2 separate regions of the Ovis aries genome follow, and region 1 is linked to region 2. Evidence: chromatin contacts called from public Hi-C data. All regions are on one chromosome and are shown on one strand. The core of a region is the stretch at or near the end of the contact, and the rest is flanking DNA. Distances in the headings are between cores, read along the strand shown. Region 1 overlaps LOC121820798 (a long non-coding RNA gene). Region 2 holds the start of SPEN (spen family transcriptional repressor).

What was found. Hi-C and Micro-C count contacts between places; a contact is called where the count stands out from the background.
Region 1: a Hi-C map of omental adipose tissue shows a contact between it and region 2, with 1.9 times the contacts expected there. The contact joins the enhancer-like site here to the promoter of SPEN in region 2. A contact is called at or near these places in 7 of 16 Hi-C or Micro-C datasets (blood, hypothalamus, muscle and 2 more).

Annotation. Positions count from the first base shown.
Region 1 is chr12:51,082,353-51,088,347 of ARS-UI_Ramb_v3.0, reverse strand. LOC121820798 (a long non-coding RNA gene) reads right to left here. Exons shown (of 2, transcript XR_006061502.2): 2 at 1,817-2,024. Among named protein-coding and RNA genes, the nearest start is that of FBLIM1, 29 kb to the left of the region's middle. Within about 2 kb of position 3,472, at least 4 of the 54 cell types and tissues checked have an H3K27ac peak or open chromatin away from gene starts, as enhancers often do.
Region 2 is chr12:51,038,249-51,043,921 of ARS-UI_Ramb_v3.0, reverse strand. It overlaps SPEN (spen family transcriptional repressor), which reads left to right and starts at 4,057. Exons shown (of 13, transcript XM_060396580.1): 1 at 4,057-4,388. The coding sequence starts at 4,306. It also overlaps the pseudogene LOC101109110.

The sequences.
Region 1 (5,995 bases), core at 2,223-4,722, 45 kb before region 2:
CCGGTCATTAAATTGTCATCTTGTGCTGTAATAACACATGTCGCAGCCTGTTTCTGGTTAGTTGTGTTTGGAAGGGTGGTGTCTGGATGAAATTCTGGGCGATGCCTGTGTCTTTTGGGCCACACGTTTATAAATCACTCCGTAAAGGGGTGCTTTCCTGGTGGTTCAGCTGGTAAAGAACCTGCCTAGCAATGCAGGAGACACAAGAGATGCAGGTTCCATCCCTGGATCAGGAAGATCCCCGGAGGGGGAAATGGCAACCCACTCCAGGATTCTTGCTTGAAGACTTCCACAGAAAGAAGACGCTGGCAGGCTATAGTCCATGGCGTTGCAAAGAGTCAGACACAACTGAGCGCCCGTGCACACACACACTCACATCATTCATTGTTCGGTTGCTCAGTTGTGTCCAACTCTTTGCAACCCCATGCACTGCAGCACTCCAGGCTTCCCGGTCCTTCACTATCTCCTGGAGTTTACTCAAACTCTTGCCCATTGAGTCGGTGATGCCATCCAACCATGTCATCCTCTAGGGAGATTTCAGCAATGTAAGTAAGCTAGTCACGACAAGACAAATACTGATGAGTCCACGTATGTGAGACCTTAGAATAGGCAGATTACTAGGATGGTGGGGTAGGGATTTTGGGTGGTGGTGTACAGAGTTGTTCAGTGAGTACACAGTGTGAGTTTGCACGAGAAAAGTGGTCTGGAGATGACAGTGTGAATGTAGTTGATGCCACTGAGCTGTACACTTAAAGCAGTTGTGTGTTTATGTTTTAAGCTCTCTTCTGTGCTATTACTTTATTATTCTTGGCTTTGCTGGGTCTTCGTTGCTGCGCGTGGTCTTCTCTAGTTGTGGTGTGGGGGCTTCTTTCTGCATTGGCCTCTCTTGTGGAGCACAGGCTCTAGGTGCACAGGCTTCCATTGTTGTGGCTCATGGGCTCAGTTGCCCATAGCATGTGGAATCTACCTGGACCAGGATTCGAACCCATGTCCCCTGCATTGGCAGGCAGATTCTTCCTGGACCACCAGGGAAGTCCTATGATTGGTAAATTTATGTTATCGACATTTTACCAAGTTAAATAATATACATAATTTAAGGCGTGGAGACTGGGAGATGAGCTGATAAAAGTGACGTAGGAGTGCTGAGGTGGGGGACGTACCATGCCTGCCACTGGCATCCTATGAAGTCTTTCCATTGTGTACAAATCCAGTGAGACGCTGCTGGCAGATCTGGGCTTCCTGAAGTGCCTTGCATGGCCACTAGAGGGCAGCATCAGCTAGTGAGCCGGGCACTGAGCCCTGGGGCATCCAACTCTCAAGCCTCTCATAGGGGTCCTCAGCTTCTCTAGATGCAAAATGGGAATCATTCTTGCCTGCCAACTGCATGTGGTTGCATAAGTAAGCAATGTGGCTATGGAATTGCTGCAAGCCTACCACACCATCTTGGACGGAGACTGAATTCCTCAAATGTCCAAACTCCTACCTATTAGGAGGGCCCCCTGGCAGTTCCCACGCTTCCACCACTGTAAGTCCCTATCTGAGAACCTGGCCTCAATAAACACAGAATCGGGACAAAGGACAGCATGAGGTTGCTAGGGAACTCCGAGCCTTTCTGTTTGTCACCCTGTCCCCAAAGTCCCCCTTACCTAAGGCTACACCCAGCACATGCCATCCCCTGCAGGTCAACCAAATGCTGCTCCCTACTCTGCTAGGGACACAAATAGAAATGAGCGATTAAATGAGAGCAGAAAGGGATCAGGATAGGGGAGAGAAGAGAAGGCTGGGCTGATAAAGAAGAATCTCAGAGACCACAGGACATTTTCAGAGAAATGGTTTTATTAAGTTACAGTGCTGATATTGTGAATACCTAGTGGTAAAAAACAATAATCTATGAAGTAGCTATTGTTAATATCCCAGTTCAGAGACAAGCTGCACATCACGGGAACTTCCTGGGGGTCCAGTAGTTAAGATTCCATGCTTCCATGGCAGGGGGTGCAAGTTCCATCCCTGGTCAGGGAAATATGCTACACAGTGGGAAAAATAAAAGAGCAAACACAAACTTCACGTCAGAGAATCAGAGAGATGGTTGTAACTGCCTAGGACTGCACAGCAGAGTCAGGATCAGAGTCCTGTAAAAACTACAAGCCAGTGTTATAGACCCACAAGATATTCAAGAATGTTCCAGAGCCCATCATGTAACACAGATGCCCAAATCCAGCTGAAAACAATCTTAAATGTCTTGAGGCCTTCATTTCGAAGAGATGTTGATTTTAGGGTGTGGGCTTCTGCAAGTGAGGTGTATTTTCCCCGGTGCGTTCAGAAAGGCTCTTGCACTCATGGTGTGTGAGTCACACTAATCTCATGAATGGTCGTCAGCTCAGAGACCTTGGAGTCTGCCCTAGCCATGACCTTCCTTTTGCAGAGAAAAAGAAAAATGTGCTCTTCAGTGGAAAACTACAGACTGTCTCCATGCAGTGTGTCTTCTGAGTTAGTGGATTCTAGCCTTTCATCATTTTTGAGCTGTTTTACAGCCCTGTAAATTGAAGCAACTGATAAATTTATCCTGTCTTAGAGTTTTTCCCTATCCCCTTGTGGAAAAATCAGTTTCACCTCACTCTGCCCATTCATTTCATTATTCCTGACCTATGAATGTGAGTGTTCTTCTGTTGTTGGTTATAACATCTGCCTGGTTCCCTTATAAATTAAAATGTTTAACATATATTCATCTTTTTATCTGTATGGAATCATGATCTTTTCCTTGAAAATGATCTTTTAATGAGGGCTCCCCAGGTGGCTCAGTGGTAAAGAATCTGCCTGCCAGTGCAGGAGATAATGGGTTCGATCTCTGGGTCGGGAAGGTCCCCTGGAGTAGAAGATGGCAATCTGCTCCAGTATTCTTGTCCTATTCTTGTTCTGTTGCTCATTGTCCATGGGAAACCCCATGGACAGAGGAGCCTGGGGGCTACAGTTCATGGGGTGGCAAAGAGTCGACACGGCTGAGCACACAGGCACGCACGACCTTTCAACACCTCCTTCACCGGGTGGTTTGGGCACTTCTTTCAGGCAGGAGGGATGGCAAGTGGCTTGCGACCTTCCTCACTGACCAGTTATGAAGCAGTAGGCGTGAGACTTCCCTGGTGGTCCGGTGGCTAAGATTCTGCCCTCCCAATGCAAAGGGCCTGGGTTCGATCTCTTTCAGGGAACTAGATCCTACATGCCCCAGCGAAGACCCAGAGGAGGAACAAGTAGCAGCAGGCAGGTGGCAGCCGCCTCCCAGAGCCGCGGCTGAACGAGGTGGGTGGGGCAGGGAGGGCTCTGCTCAGGTCGTGGGATGAGATCTTAGCGAGACCTGGCTCTCCCTCTTGTTAAGCCTCTAACCAGCACTTTCCCTGAAGACACAGCCTCTTTAGGCCTGAGGATAAGGAACAGCAGAGGGAGCTGGCTTTCTGAGCTCTTGTTTGGGGCAAGGCTGGAGAGATGGGGTGATTAATTACCCCTGACGGGGTTTCAGCAGGGGTAGGAAGCAGACAGAGAGACCTGGAACGACCAGTGGACCTGCCTAACCAGGAGGCCTAGGCTGTGACTGCCCAGGGGGGGCCAAGACCACTTGGGGGGCCAGGAATGGCCCGCACTAACAGATTCTGGGGGCTGGCCCCGCCCCATGGAGTCCTCCCCGCACCTCCTCACATCTCCGCCTTAAAAGTGAGGACACTGGGGTCCAGGGAGATGCCATGCACAGCCACCGACCATGGTGGAACCACACCCGGGATTTCTCTCAGTGTTTAGAGCCTGACTCTTCCCTGGTAAAGGGACCCAGAGAATGAAGGGCTCGGCCTTCTCTAGACATAACCTTTAACAAGAACTTGGAGTTGAAGAGATCTGGGCGCCTCAGTAATGATGACACGGACAGCTCTGACAACAGCTACCATGTCAGGGGCAGGAGGCGTCTATAGACGTGGGCTCTTTTAGTCCTCACTCCTGCCGTGAGGTAATTACCTCTGATCCGCCCTTCAGACGAGGAAACTGAAGCTTATGTTACACTGCTCCAGTGCCCTCGGCCTGCGGTGGCTTGGACTGAGGCTTGGGTTCCCAGCCTGGGACTGGGCCGGGTCGCAGCAGTGAAAGCACCGGATCCTAGCCACTAGACCCGTGGTCAGTGACAGGGGCCCTGGCCCTTGGGCTTTGCAGAAAAGAATTCCCACAAAGACGGAAAGTAGTGAAGCAAGTAAAGTGTTTATTAGGATGAAAAAGAGCACAGTATGTGTGAACAGACACATGGGCAGGCTCAGAGGGAGAGTCCCTGAGTTGCTGAGTCATGCCCCCATGGCAGTTTGAATTACTTTCATGGGGTATTTCTTCTGGGTTTTCTTTGGCCAGTTTGACTTGCCTGGCTGACAGTCCATATCTGGTATATCCCAGGATCCTCCCAGGTGTGTGCACCCTCTGTTAGCCAAAATGGATCCTACCGAAAAGGCGTCTGGGGTAGAACATCTGTTGACATCCTCTTTGACCTCCAAGGAGCCTTTTCTGCGCATGTGTGCTCAGGGAGGTCACCTGACTTCAGAAGTGAGAAATATGTGGTCTGTGCAGGGTCCAGCCTTAATTGATCTACTATTCTTGGAATTTTGGTCACTAGAGAAGAATCTCTAATTGCTTCATCCTAGGGGACGGGGAGGCGGTCCATCCATCAGGGGTGGATTCTAGCTCCAAATGTCAGGACCTAATCCCTTTCCACCACTGCTTTTACCTCCTAGCTAGTCACTCGGTCCTCCCATCTCTTATTTCTTCATCTGTGAAGAAACTGAATATTTCCTGTAAACAAGGATGTCACAGTCATCAGTGACTGCAGCCCTCCAACATGAGCCAAGGGCTGCCCTGATAGCTTAGTTGGTAAAGAATCCGCCAGCAATGCAGGAGAGCCTGGTTCAGTTCCTGGTTTGGGAAGATCTGCTGGAGAAGGGATAGGTTACCCACTCTAGAATTCTTGGGCTTCCCTTGTAGCTCAGTTGGTAAAGAATCTGACTGCAATGCAGGAGACCTGGGTTCAATCTCTGGGTTGGGAAGATCCCCTGGAGAAGGGAAAGGTTATCTACTCCAGTATTCTGGCCTGGAGAATTCCATGGACTGTATATGTATAGTCCATGGGGTAGCAAAGAGTCGGACATGAGATTGAGCCACGTTCACTTCACTCAATGTGAGCCAGTGAGCCCTGAGGAAATTCAGGAAGGAAAGAATACCTGCCGGCTAGCAGCCATCAAACTGCAGCCACTCCCCACATTGAGCCCTGAGGAAACTCAGGATGTGAAAACACAGGATACTGGCCCCAGGTAGCTGAGGGAATGAGTCAATGAGCCCACACATTTGCATCTTCCCATACACAGAGAAGTGCTAAATTCCTTAATTTGGGATAGCTGGTTTTCTTCAATTAATAACAATCTTTTTTTATCCATAAATCTCATTTTTTATTTTTGACTACACTGGGTCTCCGTTGCTATGCACAGGCTTACTCTTCATTGAGGTGCAGTAGCTTCTCTTGTTGCAGAGCCTGGACTCTAGGGCATACAGGCTCAGCAGTTGCCATGCACAGGCTTTGTTGCCCCAGGCATATGGAATCTTCCTGGACCAGGGATTGAACCTGTGTCCCTTGCTTTGGCAGGTGGATTCTTAACCACTGGACCACCAGGAAAGTCCAACAATAATCTGCTGATGTTCATACTATCTGCCCTTGGTCGCAAGACTTCTGTGTAACCTAACCCTCCCCCCTACACTCACACACACACACCTCATCTTGCCTCTATGGAGCAGTTCTCCCAGAGTTACTTGAGATGCTGCCTCTTGGGCTTAAATCCTAAAAAATTTCCACTGAATAAAACATAACTCTCAACTTTTAGGTTGTGAATATTTTTTAAGCCTACATCTGTAAAACAGAGATAATTATACTTTCCTCATCACAAATAGCATATGACTAAACGCAATGTGGTTCTCTGGACTGGAT
Region 2 (5,673 bases), core at 2,808-5,307:
TTTCAAATACTTTTACATGTATTATCTTCCTTGATACTTCTAGCAGCCTTACTAGATAAAGAAGAGATACTTTTATCCTCATTTTGCAGATAAGGATATTCAGACTTTAAGGAATCTAACTGAGTTTCAGTTGAGTTCAGTTCAGTGGCTCAGTCGTGTCCGACTCTTTGCGACCCCATGAATTGCAGCACACCAGGCCTCCCTGTCCATCACCAACTCCTGGAGTTCACTCAGACTCACATCCATCGAGTCAGTGATGCCATCCAGCCATCTCATCCTCTGCTGTCCCTTTCTGCCCCCAATCCCTTCCAGCATCAAAGTCTTTTCCAATGAGTCAACTCTTCGCATGAGGTGGCCAAAGTACTGGAGTTTCAGCTTTAGCATCATTCCATCCAAAGAAATCCCAGGGCTCACCTCCTTCAGAATGGACTGGTTAGATCTCTTTGCAGTCCAAGGGACTCTCAAGAGTCTTCTCCAACACCACAGTTCAAACGCATCAATTCTTCGGCGCTCAGCCTTCTTCACAGTCCAACTCTCACATCCATACATGACTACTGGAAAAACCATAGCCTTGGCTAGAGGGACCTTAGTCGGCAAAGTAATGTCTCTGCTTTTGAATATGCTATCTAGGAGCTAGGCCATATAGCCAGCGACAAAAATGGGACTGGAATTTTTGACTCAGCGCAGGGGCACTTCCATTATACTGTCATGTCTCTCATTCATACCAGCTGTTTTTCAGTATCCTTCAAAGTTCAAGGTCAAGTAGTGTCATGCTGAAGAATCAATAAGGAGCATGGACATTACTTTTACCAGTGAATGTTAACTTTTGTAGAAATGGATAGAATTCCCACCTGAATTGCTCATTGGAACTTAGCATCTATAATGTGAACTACGTTTCCTTCAAATGAATCTGCCTAACTGAAGTCAGAATAATATTTTTAGGGGCATCACAGGAACGTACTAAAAATTTGAACAGAAATAAAATTTGTTTTACTCATTAAATTATCTGCATATATATTTAGGCTGATGTAGTGAGATTTTAATAGGCTGAGAATTCTCTTTTGAGATGTGTATATCAGATTTTTAAAAACCCAAGAAGCTAAATTAATACCTTGCTTGCTACTTTTGGTGCCTATAATTCTGAAAACAAGTATGAAAATAAACTTCAAGAGAATCCGAGTATGAGGTGCTATCAAGTAATGTTTAATGGGATTTTGCTAGCCCAAATATCTTAATATAATATATATATATATATATAGTGCCTTGTGTCATGTGTAATCTTGGTTCCCTGATCAGGGATTGAACCTGGACCCTGGGCAGTAAAAGCGTTGAGTCCTAACCACTGGACAGCCAAGGAATTCTCTAGCTTTTATATTGTTAAACAGAGACTGTTTCTCAGTTGTTTGATAAATCTTTGGCAAACTGGGAAATGATATTAACTTCATTTGGCATTTGCTAATCATCTTCTTGATATCCTGTGATCTCTGAAGGTCTTCAGGAGAACTTTAACTCAACTTTGCTTAACAATTTGTACGTAACACGACTGAGCGACTGAACTGAACTGAATTATCCACTCCACAGTTTCTCTTCTGCTACCTCCCAAAAGGTGGGAGGCTTGGAAGTATTTGCAAACAACTTTGCCATTTCAAATTAAACTTGATGTAAAATTACATATCTATTCTGTTTACATGGAGAAACAGCACTGCTGTAACAAGATCTTTAGGAAAATCTAAGAGAATGACATTAAAAAAGTTTAGTTGGCAAACATGTTGCTTTCAATTTTCATTTACTATCTCCCTATTCTTGTGCCATAGAGAAATTATAAATACCTCTTAATTCTTATTTTGTTTTAGCTTATCCTTTTATTGTAGATGGATACAAAATACCACATTTAATAATGACTCTAGCCTCTCTTCTAATGATTTTGCTCTAAAAGCTGCCCACCCCCCTGCCCCTTTTTCAGCCCTTGAATTTTCTTCAGCATGATTTTAACTGAAGGCTGCATTCAAGGTGAGATATATTCTTTATTTCTCTAATTGCAAGGTGCTGTTTTTTGAATCTTCTTTGTCTGTTGCCCCTTAAAATGAGATTGAGCTGAGCTTCTGTTCTTCCTGTGACACTAAGAAGATGCAGCTAATTCAGGACCTCTCAGGTTTTAAATGAGTAATTTACATAATATTTTAAAGTGTGTTTCAAATTGTGGCTACTTATATAGAAATTTATGCTTCATGAAAAACTGCCAGTCAGTTCAAGGCTAACTGCAGCCACGTATATAGAACTATGTAGTTCATGAGTGTAGATAACTGTATGCTGGCCTGACACTCCTTATGTGATAATTGTGACAGACAAATGGCCAAATGTAAATGTCTAGTCCTACATCTGAATATAGGTTAATCTGCTTTTACTTTTACTGAGGAATCAATTCCATAATACTTTCAAGAAAAAATATTTCCATGTCATTTAATGACTGATTTGCATGAAGACAAGGTGAACCTCTGGGGTGGCGTTAAAGGCCTTAACTAAATTATGAATGACTGCCACTGTTGTTGTGGTACTTTTTTATGAGTAAGTTGTCAAAAATCCAAAAATCATGTCAATGGATAGTAGTCTCCTGAGGAGGCACATCTTGTTCTGTAATTGTTGTAACTGTGTAAGGGATTGCAGTGCTTGTTTAGTCTTCTAATATCCTAAGAGTAAGGAAGAGAATATCTCAGTTGAGCAGACCTGCTGAGATCAAACTTAAGTACAGTATAGACCCAGAACCCAAATACAAGAAAAGTTGATATGACTATCTGACATGACTCTCTGACACATCATTAAGAAGCCTTTGTTAAGCTATATGACAAAAAACCTACTTGGAGCTTTACCATCTGTGGAATTAAAGGGACAATTTAACTATGTACAGTGACCCCAGGTGTTAGTGCCATTAATTATGGTGACCATATGTTCCAATTCAAAGTATCAGTTTGATAAGTTGGCTTGTATTTAAGGAGACAGTGAATGAGAGCTAATATTTAAAATCTGGTCTGTAAAGCACTACACCTATGATTGTTTTTCTGTAGATAAAAAACGTAAAAGAAAATTGAGCTGTTGACTGTTCTAAACAATTCAATTTTTCTGGACTCAATACCGTTGCCTTAATTTTATGAGTTTTCTTCGGGGCTCTGATAACTAAAAAGTTCAACTGTAGGCTTTAAATTTTAAAAGCTCTTAGGTCTGGAAAGGCTGGGGTTCCAATCCCCTCCCTCTGCTTAGATTTTTTTTTTTTTTTGCTTAGATTTTTTAGTAAATTTTCTGAGGGGAACACTATCCAGACATGTAACCATCTCATTTCAGTTCTACTCTTGGTATACCGTAACGATCAGCAAAGAAATCTTGCAAACGGTTTCGCAAGATCTTATATAAAATAAAATTGCTTAATGTTACAAGCTAATGATTCTTGGGAGGGATGGGTTTCTGCAGCCGTCATAGCTTAGATGGGCGGTGAGAAAGGCGGCCTTGTTCTGATACTTTCCCAAGCAGGCGCGGCTCCAAGTGCCCGGAAACGGCCAGAAGCTGACCAAAGGTGAGCAGCGGAAGGAGTCCTGACTCCTTCTAGAAGAGAGGGCTCGGCAGCCGCTTTGACACGCAGCCTAGTGAATACCAACCCCCTTTCTCTTTTCTTCCTCCAGGCCAGCGCCTGGGACCCCTGCTCGAGGGGCTGGAGGCGGTACCTTCTCCTGCACTCGCTGTGCCCCAAGCCTGAAAGAGCGCTTGACCTGACAGAGTGCTGCGCGCCTGCGCACTGGGACCGAGCGCGTGAGCGTTCCTTCCTGGCCCCGCGTTCTTCCCTACCTCGCGCGCTTGCGCGCCGGCTGGGAGGAACTCGGCGTCTCGGCCTCGGCGGGCGGTCGGGCGGACGAGCGCGCGCCCGCGTTGAGGGAGGCGGGCCGCGCGCGCCGGTGGGAAGCGTCCGGCTGCCACAGCGCCAGCTCCATCGTAGTCGCTGCCGCCCGGGTCCCGCTCGCCCCTCCTCCCCGCTCCCCCGCCCGCCGCTGCCCGGGCGCATGCGCCTCCGGAGCGCGAGGGTCGGCTTCGGGTGTGTGGTGGCGGCAGAGCGGAGCTGCGAGGCCCGAGAGTCAGAACCTGGGGGAGAGGGATGGTCTCTGCACGGGGGGGAGCCGGAGGAGCCGCCGCCGCTGCCGACGCCACCGCCGCAGCCGCCGCCGCCGCCGCCTCCTCGGCGCCCGCCTCCCGGCGCTGACGGGCTCGTACGAAGCCGGCGAGGGGGAACCCGCACCAGCGGTCGCCAGCACACCGCCCAGCATGGTCCGGGAAACCAGGCACCTTTGGGTGGGCAACTTACCGGAGAATGTGCGGGAAGAGAAGATCATCGAGCATTTCAAACGGTGAGTGACACGAGGCCCGGGGCCGCGCTCTCTCCTCGGGCACCGCTGCCCACTCCGGCCCGTTGCCGGCCCCTCCCCGTGCGCGGAACTGGTGAGGGGACCCGGGCCAGACCCACGGACCGGTGCGGAGGGCGCGCGGCTGCCTGGCCGCCTCTCTGTCCGTGTCGCGGCGTTGGGCCTCGGCGGAGCGGGCCCGGCTCCCACCCTCTCCCTTCCCAATAAGGTGGCGGCTGTCGCTCGGCCTCAGCGAAGCCGGCGCCGGGAGGGTGTTCTCAGGCTGGCCAGCCGACGGTGGGGTTGCGTCCTTGCGCGCCGCTGCCCGGGTTCGGTGCGGCTGTCCCGGCCAACACGCCCGAACCGAGCCGCCCCTGAGCCGGGACCAGAACCCCTACCCCACCCCGACAACCCTCGGCCCGGCCAACTCCCGAGTCCCGCAGCAACTCCCGCTCCTCACCCTGCGGACGCGTGGATATGTCTGATCTAGAGAGGGTTTTGTGCGAAAGGAAAGGTTATACAAACGGAAAAGTCTTGGTAGGTGACATGGGGGCATCTCGGAACTGGAAAGACACTGCTGGATTCTAGGGACCTCTCATGGAAGGCTCACAGACCTAGAAACTAAATGGACGCAAATATTTCAGATTCTCCCCACCTTGTTTTGGGGGGTTGGGCGGAGGATGGTGTCCGAGAATAAGCTGGTGCGTCTGTTTCGGCTCTTTCGCCTTCCTGCCTTCAGCGCTCAGGGGTCCCTGGATGGGAAGGACGGTGGGGACCAAGCGCTCGCAGAGGAGGAGCCGCCTCCTGCAACAGAGTCCCCGCCGCGCCGACGCTCCGGCCTCGGGGTCTGAACACTGGGCAGCCTTTATAAGGCTGCTCCCCTCCCACCCAGAATTCATACATTAGTGGTTAAAAAATGCAAGCCTTTTCAGGTTAAATGTAGCTCTTCTAGAAAGATTTTTCCCAGAGTGTATTTTTTGTTCAGGGGTAGTAGGGATAGTAAATGTTCTTGATACATTTTAGTTACTTAGTAGCGTTCAGCATTTGTTTTTATTTTGTGAAATCACTGTCTGCCATCACTGATGGAGCCCTCGGTGTGAAATAACCGAAAATGACGCTTTACTGAACAGCGATGTAAATCGAGAGGACCGTGGCAGATACGTGATAGTCCTCAGAAATGACTGTTTCTTCCGATATTCAAGACCTCGGAAGGTTTTAAGTTTGGTTTACTTTTAATTCCTCTTACTATCTAGTGAGTGAAGGAAATTATGGAGCGCCCTTATTAGTGAGT